Regions from separate parts of the Columba livia genome. Here region 2 is linked to region 1. The links are chromatin contacts, called in public Hi-C maps. All regions are on one chromosome and are shown on one strand. The core of a region is the stretch at or near the end of the contact, and the rest is flanking DNA. Distances in the headings are between cores, read along the strand shown.

Region 1 (6,505 bases), core at 2,748-5,247:
AAAACTGTCAACAGGCAAACATAGTTTTTCCATGCCAGCAAGGATAACTGTAGACTTTTTATACTGCAGTGAGAAGCTGTTTGCTGTTTAATTCTGGGCAAACTGATGCCCCACCAAGATATCTGTGTGTACTTTCAAGTGCAGAAAGGAGCAGACATGGGTTTACTGTAGTAGAACAAGGTGGCATGGGTTGGTGTCTGTCTTCTAAACTGGTAAATCCATGATGCAGATGTATGTCAAAACACAGCTGGATATCATCCATCTGATTTACACTGGAAGTTGCACTTCATGTATTGTGAAGTCACAAGCTTTCGGGAATTTGGACCAGATGGACATATTTTCTGAAACAAAATGTTTATGGTGTGTGCTACTTGTCTCTTGGTTTTGAATACACTGAGGTTCACATTTTGAAAGTTTTCATATGATGAAAAGCATTTTTTAACAGCTTAAAAGGAAAATTTTGAATATTGTTACTTTTGTGACAGGATCCAGACAGGTGGCAGTTGCCTATACTGCAAATTTCTACTTGCCCCAGAGCACAATGTGTTCCTGCCAGGCAGCTTTATGGAAGCAGTGGCACAGAGGTGTCTGCAGTAATACGAAAATGGTTTCTGGCAGCCTTGTTAGGACTTGAATTATTCTACCTCCAAACAGTAGGTTAATTCTAACCCTTTTCTTACTGAAAATACTCTTGTATCTTGTCAGTTGTTTGTGAAAGATCCTTCTGCTGTGCAGGATCCTGCCAGAGAATGAGTAGGAGAAGGCAGCTCAGCTAGTTCCGCTATCCAAAAAGTAAAGGCTGTAAATTTTGTAATGTCTATATATAGTCCATGTGGAACTTTTGTAGATGCTAAGGATCAGCACTTGAGGCCCAGCTGCTCACTGTTTGGGCTGTTTGGTGCTAATCTATACATGGTGGAAAGCCCATTTCTGGGCCAGCATTCCCCCAGCACCTCCCCCCAGTACCTTGATTCCCCATCCTAAATAGATAATATCTCACACATGTAAGCAATTGCTTTCTGAAATCTACAAATTGTTGACCCTTGCTGATTTATATTGCAGAGTCCACAGCCTGCTTAGAATCTTAGTTTATATTGTGGTCTGCTCAGGCTGGTCAGCATGAGCCCTTACTTCATCTTCAAGGAGGATGTGTGTACTTTGAGGAATGCTCTGTTGTGTCTTTTGGAAATTATACTACCAAAAGAAGTCCTATACTGGCAGTCTGTTGTATTTAGGCTTGTTTGAAATTAAAATGTTGAGAGATAAATATATATATATATTTTTTTTTTTTATTTATTATTTTTTTTATTATTATTTATTTATTTTTTTGTGGTGTCTTCTTCACATGACAAAATGAGCTGCCAGAGCTCATCTGCACTGGGAAGTCTCACTGGTTCTTTTGGTATAATTACACTAGGGCAGTTATATAGGTGACCTGTAGCAGGCATATCAGAGTAAGAGAGGAAGGTTTTTGTTTTTTTCCCAATTTGGCTTATATGACTTCTAAGTGATCGGAATTAAACCTGAACAAGGTGTTTCTAGGCCCCTGTGGGGATTTACACTGATCTAAATTGGTCTTTATTTCTGGTGTTCTGGATCATCAGTTTTTGTTTTACACTCAGTATTATACAGTAAGTATATACAGTATATTATACAGTAAGTAAGTATAAAACTAGTCTGATTACTGGGTATAACTGGGCAAGACTGTGCTGTACCAGCAGAGCATGTGGGGAGGCGGGGATGTACAGTTTTCAGCTGGAATTCTAGTTCTCTCATCTGCAAAAGGAGATGCTCCTCAATGCTCCTGTTTTACTAGGATTTGCACTTGCAACTTATTCTCTTTCTGTCTTTTTTTTTTTTCCATAGAAATTGTGGATGGCAATGTTAAAATGACTCTTGGAATGATCTGGACCATTATCCTTCGTTTTGCCATTCAGGATATCTCAGTTGAAGGTAAATCTCAGTTCTTTTCAGCCACTGTTCAACAATGAACAACTGGGTAACTAAATAGCACTGCCTCTTAAAAGGCCCACATTGTGCTCTTGAGTCACTGGAAGATCCAAGGGAGCTTCCTAATCTGCCCTGTCATCTCACTGACATTTCTGTACAGGTGCAAGAGTGCTGAGAAGAGTTTTTCACATCCTCTTCTTGTAGCAGATTTTAAGAGCATCTCAAAAGGATGTTGGAATGTATTGCATTTCTTGCAGGCTGATTCAGGGACTAGCACTGAAAATGGATTTATCTCTTACAAGTCCTACAAAACTCTCTAATCCTGAAAAGCTATCTTCTTATTACTGAATCTCGTTAAAAAATAATAGTAGCAAAACTATACCAGTAGACTCTTCAAGACAAGGAATTTTCTGACAAGTGAAATTAAATAACGCACAATTCAGTGCAGTCTCTACCGAAGAGAAACTGATCATGTTTTTCTAGCATTTGCCCCAGAGACTCCTGCTTTCTAAGAAAATAAGTTGATTGGTGTGCTTTCTTTCTCTAGAGACATCTGCTAAAGAAGGACTTTTGTTATGGTGTCAGAGGAAGACAGCCCCCTACAAAAATGTAAACATCCAGAACTTCCATATCAGGTGAGTCACAAGCGAGCACTTAGCCTTACAATCTGTGTTATTTTCATATGTCTCTTGGTATATTCAACAATGCTCATGACAGACCTACCAAGACAACGCAGATGCATGTTGCGCAGTAACAGCATAGTCCAGACAGGCACCTAGAGGCAGAGGTTATTAGAGGATCTAAGTACCTATATCCCAGTTCCTCATTCTGGTTACAATTGCTGCTTTCGTAAAGTTCTTCAGAACATTAAGTTATATGTACCATGGGCTAAGCAAGACAGCTTTTCCTCTGTGAAAACTCAGAACACTTTAGAGGCCATGAATTAAGGGCTGCACCAGAAACTTTGTAGTATGGCAGAGCTGTATAGGAATGAGAGGTTTTCTAGCTCTGCTCTTAACAGTTCCAAATTGGCAGATGTTCCAGTGAAGATTCTGCATGATAGTGCTTTTTCCAGCACATCTTGGAGAGCTGTATGAACCACATGAATCTAACGCACTTCTTTAGAGCTTAAGTACCATCCACGCTAGCCAGTACTGTAGTGGAGCTAGCTATGAACATCGGCCTTTTCCCTAAGGAATACACTTGTTCCTCCTTTAGGGCTTTTATCTACACCTTTTTCAAGCCTGAGCTCTATACCTGTCCTTGCAGGACATGCACAGAGTTCAGCACAAAGAACTGGCAAAAAGGAGGTGGCAATGCAAAGGCAAGTCCTAATCACAGTGAATTTTTGTAGGATTTGAAAGGCATCTTTATTGCAGTATCATGCAGGTACAAGACATGCCTTCTTCCCAGCACTTAGAGAAGCACTGTTAGCTAGAAACTGAACCAGACTTAGTCATCCTGCTGCCTTGGTGCCTTCCCTCGTGCTCATGCCTGTCACAGTATCTCTCTCTGGCTGAGCATTGTTCATTGTGCTCTCTTCTGTCTCTCTTGTAGTTGGAAGGATGGCCTTGGTTTCTGCGCCTTAATTCATAGACACCGTCCAGAGCTCATCGACTACGGGAAACTACGAAAGGTACAACTCAACTTCTTTGTCAGACCAGATGCTTGGCTCCTTGGAAGTAAAGAGGGAGAAGAATTAGCTTGATAAACATAATTGAAGAACTTCAGCACAAGCTGGTAGTTGCAGGATTAGGGGGAAGGAAGGAGGGATGAATCAGTGCATTCAGACTTCTTAGTGAAGCATGAACTTAATGAGTTCCTGCTTTCAGACTGCTTTATATGAGACCCACGTGTCCCAATCCCAGCTGATGAGCAAAAGCTGGTAAATTAACTAACACCAAATGTGAGACTAGTTCTGTGCTAATGTCACAGTCTAGTGAGTCAAATCAGACTTAATATTTCTTTGGAGAGCTGGATGGAAACCAGTTACCTGGTGTTCAAATGAAAAGCTCATTGTGGGGGTGTATGTGCCCTCATTGGACACTTGACACATGCTTCCAGTTTAGCACTGAGCTATCTGCAGTACCAGGCTTCTCCAAGTGTATAGGTGTCAGGTGCCAGAAAAGCATTTGACGTAGCGCTCAATTTTACTTTAAAAATTGCCACTGGTAGCATGACATCTAGCTGCTCCAAAGTTTGCTTCCTGTGTGTCTTGGAGACAAGACTGATGATGAGAATAAGTATTCAGTTGTTTGTGCTGCCAGCAGCATCTTGACGTAACAGGGCGATGGAAGACAAAACTGGGTTCTCATCCTACTGGCTTTCCTGCAGTCTACTGAGATCCGGTCTCACTGTGTCTGGGCGCATGTGGAGTGAAATGTCACCAAGAGCATAATTCATGTGTCATTACTGGGGCTAATACACAAAACATTTGCCCATCTGATCTCATGGGCTGTGTGTTATGAAGTATATACGTGCTTGATGTTAGCTAGGGAAATAAACATAGGAGCCTGTCACTAATAGACCTGGGCTCTTGGATCACTGTGCAAACAGATGATATGTAAATGAGTTAATCATATTAGCTGCATCCTTGAGGCAATGAATTGTACAATGCCTGATCTGCTTTAAGTAACCTTTTAGATCTTTACTGTCTTGCAGAGCAGTCAGTTATATTATCTGATCAGTCTTCGTGTCTGGAGTCAGCACATGATGAATAAACAGTGAGAAGAGACTGTACCTGTTTACATAAAGAGCAGCAATAAAAAAGGAGTTATTAGAACTACATTTTCAGAGCCTGATCTTGAGAGAATAAAAGCAGCTAAGCAATGAGAGTCTGACAAACCCAGCTGGGTAAATGCTACAGCAGTCTCTGTTATCAACAAAGCCCTAAGCCAAACCCGAGTGAAACAAGAGTGAGAAAAAGAAAGTTATTTGGTCATATTGCCTGCAGGCTTTTTAAGGTGAAAGACAGAGCGATTGTAGTAGCCAAAATCAATGTAGATGGGAAGGGATTTGTCCTCCGTAGAGTAAGGTTAAAAGGAACCAGCATCTTTTGTTCTCCACTTGTCTTTGATCCCATCCTTCATCGGGTTCCCTCTGCCCTCCTGCAGTCTTCTGACTCTTTCTGTATAATTTTTATTGTTGCTCTGCTTCAATTACTCTAAAGGTATGAGATAAAATGCATGTTTGAGAACTCTACCACAGCTGAAATCTTGAGCAAATAGCTGGAAGAACTTAGCTCAGAACCTAGCCTTTAGCTCCGGCAGTTGATGTGTGCTGAAGGGAAGTTGCCTTTTGCCTAGATCTTTGACCTTCCTAAACACAGTGTTTGCTTGGAGTGTCTCTGTCACTCGTTTATTCCTTTATTTCTTCTTTCCTCCTCCCTTTGGCTCAATTCAACAAATTCTTGCCCTTCTCCTCGAAGCCTACTTCCCCTCTCCCCCTTCCCTCAAAACCAAGCAAACGAACGAACAAAACAACCTCAACGTTTTGAATCACCCCTGGCCCTGCAGAGGACTTACCTTGCAGAGAAAGACATGAGAAAGGCTGCTGAGAAGCAGTGGATAGTAGATTAGAGGTCCACCTGCAGGTCTCTTCCAACTCTAGGGAGTGATTAATGGGGTCTCAGTTGCACCTTTGATGTTGTGTGTGTTTCTGTGTACACACAGAAATGTGTAAGATAAAGAAGTGAACATCAGTCCAAGCTGCCAAGAGGTCTGCATCATACCTCCCATTTGGGCAATGTTATTGTGCAATTTAAGTGTTTTCTGCTCCTTTGCAGGGGCTGTGTCTATGCTACAGAGGCTGTATTGACACCGTTTGCTAGCACAGGGTAGCCAATGTAGCTGCATGTCTTCCCAAAACTTTGCAACTTCTTTTGTCAGCACAGTCTAGCTATTTTAGTCAAGCAAGCACAATTCTTTTCTGCCTACATGCACTGCCTAGCTGAAGTTGCTTGCATAGTCCAGCCCCCGAAATAAAAGGTGCAAGTCCACCCAGGTTGAGCTATTGTTCAGCTTACTGCAGATAAGATCTTGAGATTCAGCTCCTGGTCTGCATCTGAAGCATGTGCAGAAGATGGGATTTCCTTTTCTCCTTTTACCCCTGACGGTAGCTCAACTGTGAGCCGCATCTTTTTTATCAAGCACAGTGGTTGACTGATGCCTCAGACACTCCCTCATATACCGCAGTCCATATAGAAATGTAGTCTGTGTACTGCTGTGTTAGATGCATTTATTATAGATGTTCCTGAAAATGTGAGTTGTACCAATTGAATTTCTTTCCTAGTTTCTTCAGCTCTGGCAGGTATAGTAAGTGCTTGCTCTCTCTTGATTTTCCTCCTCCTCCATCTTCTTTCCTGATTGCTAGTTAATATAAGTTTTTTATGTCATGCTGCAATAATTGCCATGGCAACCTTGTGTGCTGTAAGGACTTGGAAATAGCTGGAGAAGCAGAGAATACTCCCCATGTGAGTTAGGGTTGTGGTGAAAGAGGAGGAGCCATGGTAGTCTTTAGTCAGCAAAAGCAGAAAATGTGCCAGGTGGGCATCTGT
Region 2 (6,505 bases), core at 1,045-3,544, 57 kb before region 1:
AGCATCCAGAAGACTCAGCCTCACAGAAAACCATGGGCATGTTTTAGGGCTTGGATCTCCACGGTGTTGAGCATCTCCTGAAAAATGCTGAAAATCCTCACTCACTGAATGGCAGCTGAGAGCTCCCACCACATTTGGGAACTTGTGAAAAGTAGATTTCAGTAATGGGCTCTTAAACTAGCAGGCTGAATAGGACCTCCTGCCTTGAAATACAAATCTCAGGACCTCTCACAAGGAATGTCCTTGCTTCCCTCTTCCCTATGTTTACTCAGGTCTTCCCAGTTCCCACATTATTCCAGATTCTCCAAGTTTGAAGTGTAAGTAAGAAAGTAAGAAAAAGTAAGAAAAAGTAAGAAAAACTAGAAGGTATGAAAACCTTCAGGCATGTTGTCTCTAAACTATAGTGTGATCAGGCTGTTGGTTCATAATTTCTGTTGCTGGGTGTTCATAAAATTGTTATAAGAAATAAAAATTGGCTTTTTTCTTCAAATGCTAATGATTTACATATTTCCCCAATGTAAATAACTCCACTCTGCTTCTCAAAAACCCAACCACCATTGTCTGTACCTCTCTGCAGTGCCAAACAGTCAAGTTTCTTTCACGTCCATTGCCATGTCTCCAGAGTGATAACACTATTTTGCATTCCCCAACACTTTTCATCATGAAGCGCATCCAGGTTTTCCGAAGTGCCTGGTAGACCTGGATTCCTCAGATCTGGGTTTCCTGAGCCAGGATTCTCCAAGTGGCCCCATTTCCCAAATGTTCTTGAAAGGGAAACCTCTTGCATTGCTTTTGAAGGTCAGGGTTATAACTGCTGCTACATGTTTAAAGAATCTTTTTACCCTGAGCAACTCATGGTAGTATAAATACCACAGTCTCTGAACAGTGCAGAGCGGCTTTGATCATTATATTTGTGTTTATGATGTCTGAAAGCGTACACAAGGAGCATCACATGACACATGAAGACGGAATACCATACAGAACATGTCAGTTATCTTCTGTGCTGTCATTTATGTCAAGAAGAATATATCCAACTTCACCTCCAGTGTTTGCAAGAAGCGGAAAACAAATTCCTCTCTTCTGGAAGAGAAGCTCACTAGTGTAATTCGAGGTTAAATCCTGCACAGTGTTGACCATTTCTGCTCACTTCATCCTGGTGCTTCACTGTATCACTCCTGTCCATTCTCTGGATCCCCTTCCTTCACATTCATGGACCACAAACCCCGTTTTCCCTGAATCTGGATGAACTGGGACACAGGTTTGCTCTGCCCTGTATGGTATTGTGGAGCGGCATTTCTTTGGGCTCTCTCTCACCTTTGTGGGAGATACCATCCTGCTTCTCAGTGAGACTAGTAACACTATTGCCATTTTTTCCCCCCTCTGCTGGTTTAACTGTCAGAAACTCAGGTCAAACATTTGCGTACCATTGCACTCCTTAGTGGTTTGTATTTCTCTCCTGGGAAGCTGCTAGATGAACCAAATGCACTCTAACTTAGCGTTTTCTTGTTAAACAGGACATTCGCGGGCCGCAAGCAGCAGGTGTGTCAGGAGAGCTGGCGCAGCAGGGTGCGGGGGTCACGCCGGGTGGCTGTGGCACCACACGACTGCAGCTGTTGACCGCGGGTGTGAAGCCTTGGCCGCCAGTGCTGGCAATCCTGACCGTGACCAGCGCTCACCAGTCAGCAGCAAGACAAAACTGCTATATTTTGGCACCCTAGGTGTGGGCACACCTGTGCGAACCCACGGGGAAGCCGTATCTGGAGGGGGGTGGTGGCAGGACAGCAGAGCTGCGGCCGAGCACCCTCACTGCGGGGCCGGGAGGACGAGCCACCAGCCGTGTCACACGGAAACACCCTCCTGAGACAAACCGCTGCCCTGATCCGCACCGCCCAGCCCGCGAGGGCGGGTCTGTGAGGGGCCCGCTCCCGGTACACTCCGTCCTACCGCCAAGCCGCTGAGAGGAAAATGAGCTGAAAGCGGCACTGAGCTTCCCCGCACCGCACCGCACCGCACCGCACCGCACCGCACCGCACCGGCCCGCCGGGTTACGGCGCCGCCGGGTTACAGCCCCGCCGCACCCCGGCTCGCCCACCCTCAGCCGCCGCCGCGGGAGAGGTGCCGGGCGGTGCTGGGGGACCGGGGGCGGGGCTAATCGGCCGCATCCCACCTATCGCGGCGGCCAGGTATCGTGACGGACGCGCAGAGGGTGCAATGAGCGAGACGCTGTCTCTGGGAGCTGCAAGCTCGGCCGCGAGTCCCGGCCAATAAGAGGCGCGGGAGCGGCCCCCGGGCGGGGGTGGGGCGGTGTGTCCCGCCCCCGCGGTGCTGAGCGCGACCGAGGCGGAGACGTTGGAGCGGGCGGAGACGTTGAAGCGGGCGCCGCCGCCTGCTCGGGCTGAGCGGCCGCGGGGCCGGGGACAGCGGGCAGCCCTCCGGGACGGACGGGACAGGGTCGGGCACAGGCTACCGCAGCAGCCATGGATCACTACGACCAGCAGACCAACGACTACATGCAGCCGGAGGAGGACTGGGACCGGGACCTGCTCCTCGACCCGGCCTGGGAGAAGCAGCAGAGGAAGGTGAGCGCACCCCCTTGCTCTCCCCTCGCACACACACGCACGACGGGGCCGCCGAGGCTCGGCCCCGCCGCCCTCATCGTCCGCAGCGGGGCCGGTGCGCGCCTGGCTGGCGCGGCGTGGCGAGGCGAGGCGAACCGGCGGGGGCCGCGGGGGCGGGTGGAGCGCGCAGGTGATGGCGGGGCGGGGAGCGAGGTGCCGCGGCGGGTCTCCCCGCAGCAACAGATGTCCCCCCAGTCACCGGCACTCGGCCCGCAGGTGCGCCCGGGTGGAGCGGGGAGCCCGGGGGGCTGTGGCGGGCCCCCCCCGCAGCCCCCGCCGGCCGCCCCGCTGCCCGCGCCCCGGACCCGGCGGCGGGACGGTAACTGGCTTCTCGTTTGAATGGTGTGGTTTAGGGCAGGGCTTGAGCGGAGCTCATGTCCAAAAATGGTAACATTCAGCCTTTTTTTTTAAACCGAAAGGGTGGTGGTGGGGAGGGGAGCTCAGGAGGAGCTCCAGCCTCGCCGCTCTTCAGTTATATATTTATTTTTTTTCCTCCTCCTTTAAACTAAAAGCGTCCTGTATTAGATCACTCTGGAATCTTAATCCCCGAAACATTTCCGTTTTAGTCACTTCATCGGGCAACAATAAAGCAGAATTTGAACCACTCCTCATGCTAACATGGCAGGGGCACCTCGGCGTGCAGCAGGCTCCCGCCGCTTTTCCCAGCCAGTCGCTTGTGTTCTCTGGGCTCGCGTGTTGGATCGTGCCTTGCTCTGCCTGAGCTGAGAGCAGCCAGGAGAATCCACAAACCTTCCGTGCTAGAGGGGTGGATATTGCTGCTTTATGCATAGATGATATATTAATATACATAAAGTAGCTCGAGGTGCGGGGCTTCCTGTAGGGAGCTGGAAGCAACTGGGAAGGAGGGCGCACCAGTGAGAAGACTCTTCCTCTTTAGCCCCTTGGCTTTCAGATGAAGGGTTTTCAGGTTCTGCCTGAGATGGTGCCAAGTCTTTCCCCTGGAGTCTGATGAGTTAATTGAAGGTGATAGCTATGGAGCTGCTGTCAACAGTTCCCTCAGTTTCCTTGCTTGGAGGGACTTGGGTGGTGAGAGTAGACAGCATGGGAATTAAAGCACACAAACAACGGCATTTAATGGAGAAAGAGTTGATGGCAGGTGAACTTACTTTTCAACAAAGGAGAAAGAGTGGAATGTAATCTTGGTTTGGGGTGTGAGTGCTGGATGGCTTATCTGAAGACCAGGCTCTACTCCTTTGAGGAGAGAAGATTCTTCCTTTTTTGAAAAGGTATGCCTGGCTGTGATCAGTATCTCCAGTCGTACTCCAATATCTGGCTAATACATCTAGAAACAGTCAGTGGGGCCCAGAGTGAGATGGGCAGTATTGCTCACAGGCTGTGAGTGGAAATGATTGTCATACCGTGGGGTTTTTTTGCCTTTTGTGGTGTGGAGTGAGGGGAAATATTGTATATGTAGTGGGACACTGACTCGGTTGTCAGAAGCAGAAGTTGAATCTTTGGCTTAAAATGAAGTCCCAAAACCAAGGCTGTGGTATTGTGCCCTAAAGACCATGCTTTTTTAATATTACCTCCTTCCAAGGAGATTTTAAGTCCTCTTGGTCCTAATCACAAGAGGGGGACAGAGAGCTACTCTGTTAACTTGGGTTGTTTGTGCAGAGGAGGGGGGAAGCGAACCGGGAGTTTTAAGGAATTAACGCATCTGTTTCAAAATAATCTAAGCCAATTTCTTTTGATGGTCAGCTGCTACCAGTTGAATTTGATGTGCTGGGTTTCACTCTCCAGCTTGCTGAATGGGAGGGCATTCTCTGGTGTCCTTCTCTGGTGGTGGAGTCACTTTTTTGTCTACCTGCCAGTGCACAGCATGTCTAAAGTGGTGGCATGGCCGGTAACCCAGGGAGCAAATGCCTGTGTGAGAAATGGCCATGTCTTGCTGACTGTTTCCAACCCGGCCCCTCATGTCCTGGCTCAGCAAGGCCCTGTGGGCTGGGGATAGCTGTGTCACAGTGCTGTCCTGCGTGGCATTGCACAGCTGGGACAAATTGAGACTTGGGAAGCAAACAGTCTAGAGATGTTGCTCACAGATGAATTGAATCCAGCTTCCTGTCTCCCAGCTGCATGGGCTCAGCAGAGCTCATGGCAGGCCTCTGAAGTGGGAAGATCCGATTTTTAGTAATGACCTCAGCAGGTGAGCTGTAAGGAGAACAAGTTTGCTGAGTTTTCGGGAGATGGTTTGCACGTTTTCTACCTACACTGAGAGACAGATACAGCAGCTGTTACTGTCTGGTTTGGTGCTTGAGTACGATCTCATGAGCTGCTTTGAGATGGGTAAAGAGATGAGCTGCAGGGTGAATTTCATATTTAGAGGGTGAAGTTTGGCCTCTTGAACATGATACAGGGAAAGGACACTGGTCTCACACCTCTTCCCACCTGCCTCTGCCTAGGAAGTTACTGTTTTACAGTGTAGGGATAAAGTAGCAGCTTTTCACGCAAAGCCTGTTTTTCATGTCTATCAGAACAGATTCTAAGAGGTTTTAAAGAGCTTGTCACAGCATTGCTGCTTGTAAGTGACAACAAATACAATGTGCAGAACAAATTCAGTTGCTTCTCACTTGGTATAAGCCTCTGCTCAGCCTTTTGTGCAGGAGCAGGGGGTCTCTTCTGGGGATTAAAATACTTTCCCTTTTGCACTGTTGAACTCCTCTCAGTAGTTTCTTCTAATAGCATTTTCTTTCTTCTCTCTTCTTTCCTGTCTGGAGTCGGGCCTCAAGGCATAGCATATGCCTTAGCCAAGGCATAACAAGGTTGATCCTGCTGTTTCCCAGTGTTCCAAAGCAAAACTTGCTGGAAGATGTTGCAATGGTCTCACCTAACTGTGGAGATACCATGTAAAAAGTACATATTTGGATGTTTACTGGCCAAGAGATTGTCACTTGTGCCCACAAGGACATTTCTCCCTCTTGATGGCGAATGGCTAGCTGTAGTGTTCAAACTTTTCCTGAGTCGCCTGGGACTTTTTGGCCAAGGCACTGGATTTGGCCTTGAGGGACTGGGTGAGATACATGGTGCTCAGCATGCCTGGCTTGTGGTCAAAGGTGAGGCAAAGGGTAGTGGTGAGAAGGACAACCTCCTGCAATTGCCATGCAGGCAATTGTCCCAGTGGGGTCAGGAATGATATTGAGGTGAAGCTGGCACTGCTTTGGGTTGCTGGTAGGGGCCAGCCCACAGGCCCTGTGTGCAGCAGGCACTGCTGTTGGCCACTCTCATTTCATGCTCAAGGTGCATCTCATCCAGGGTTTATTTTAAAATCTGTCCTGAAGCAACTTGTCCAAACTGTAGAGCTGGGAAATTAAACTTTAAAGGCCAAGTTGCTTTCTGACCTAACAGCTGCCACCTTGACAATATGAGTAGGGAGCAGTGTTCAGTTGCAGCATATAGAAGACAGCCATATACAACTTAAATGCTGTAAGGAACAATAATAATGCTTTATTAAAAAAAAAAAAATCAATTAAATAAATGCGCCTTGTCTTTATCTAGCACTGCTTTGCTTCACCAGGTTAGTATTTCTGTGGCAATGTGGCAGTAAGTGATACCTCTGGCTGAGAGAACTGCACTGTTCGTATTTATGGTGCTGCTTAAGCAATGATAGCACAGGCTTCAGGAGCACCTTTTCTGCCCTAAAGAAGTACTTACTAAGTACGGTTATTGATGAAGTTAGAAATTCCCAGTTAGAAATTACAGTCTCCCAGAACACCTCTTTCTACCCTGTGCTATGCACTGCATGTAAAGATACACATAAATACAGGGGTGATCCCATAAACTAAAAATCTGTGGGTCTCGTGGCCCTACCTGTGTTTGCATCCAAAAGGTTTTACTGCTTTTGTTACGATGTGAAATTTGCTGTGCTAACC

The links. Hi-C and Micro-C count contacts between places; a contact is called where the count stands out from the background.
Region 2: a Hi-C map of crop shows a contact between it and region 1, with 2.4 times the contacts expected there. The contact joins the promoter of ACTN1 here to the enhancer-like site in region 1. A contact is called at or near these places in 2 of 2 Hi-C or Micro-C datasets (crop and liver).

The regions. Positions count from the first base shown.
Region 1 is chr5:37,001,878-37,008,382 of bColLiv1.pat.W.v2, reverse strand. It overlaps ACTN1 (actinin alpha 1), which reads left to right. Exons shown (of 21, transcript XM_065064368.1): 4 at 1,867-1,953; 5 at 2,498-2,585; 6 at 3,508-3,586. Among named protein-coding and RNA genes, the nearest start is that of ACTN1, 57 kb to the left of the region's middle. Within about 2 kb of position 3,997, at least 1 of the 3 cell types and tissues checked has an H3K27ac peak away from gene starts, as active enhancers do.
Region 2 is chr5:37,057,647-37,064,151 of bColLiv1.pat.W.v2, reverse strand. ACTN1 (actinin alpha 1) reads left to right here and starts at 2,294. Exons shown (of 21, transcript XM_065064368.1): 1 at 2,294-2,579. The coding sequence starts at 2,478.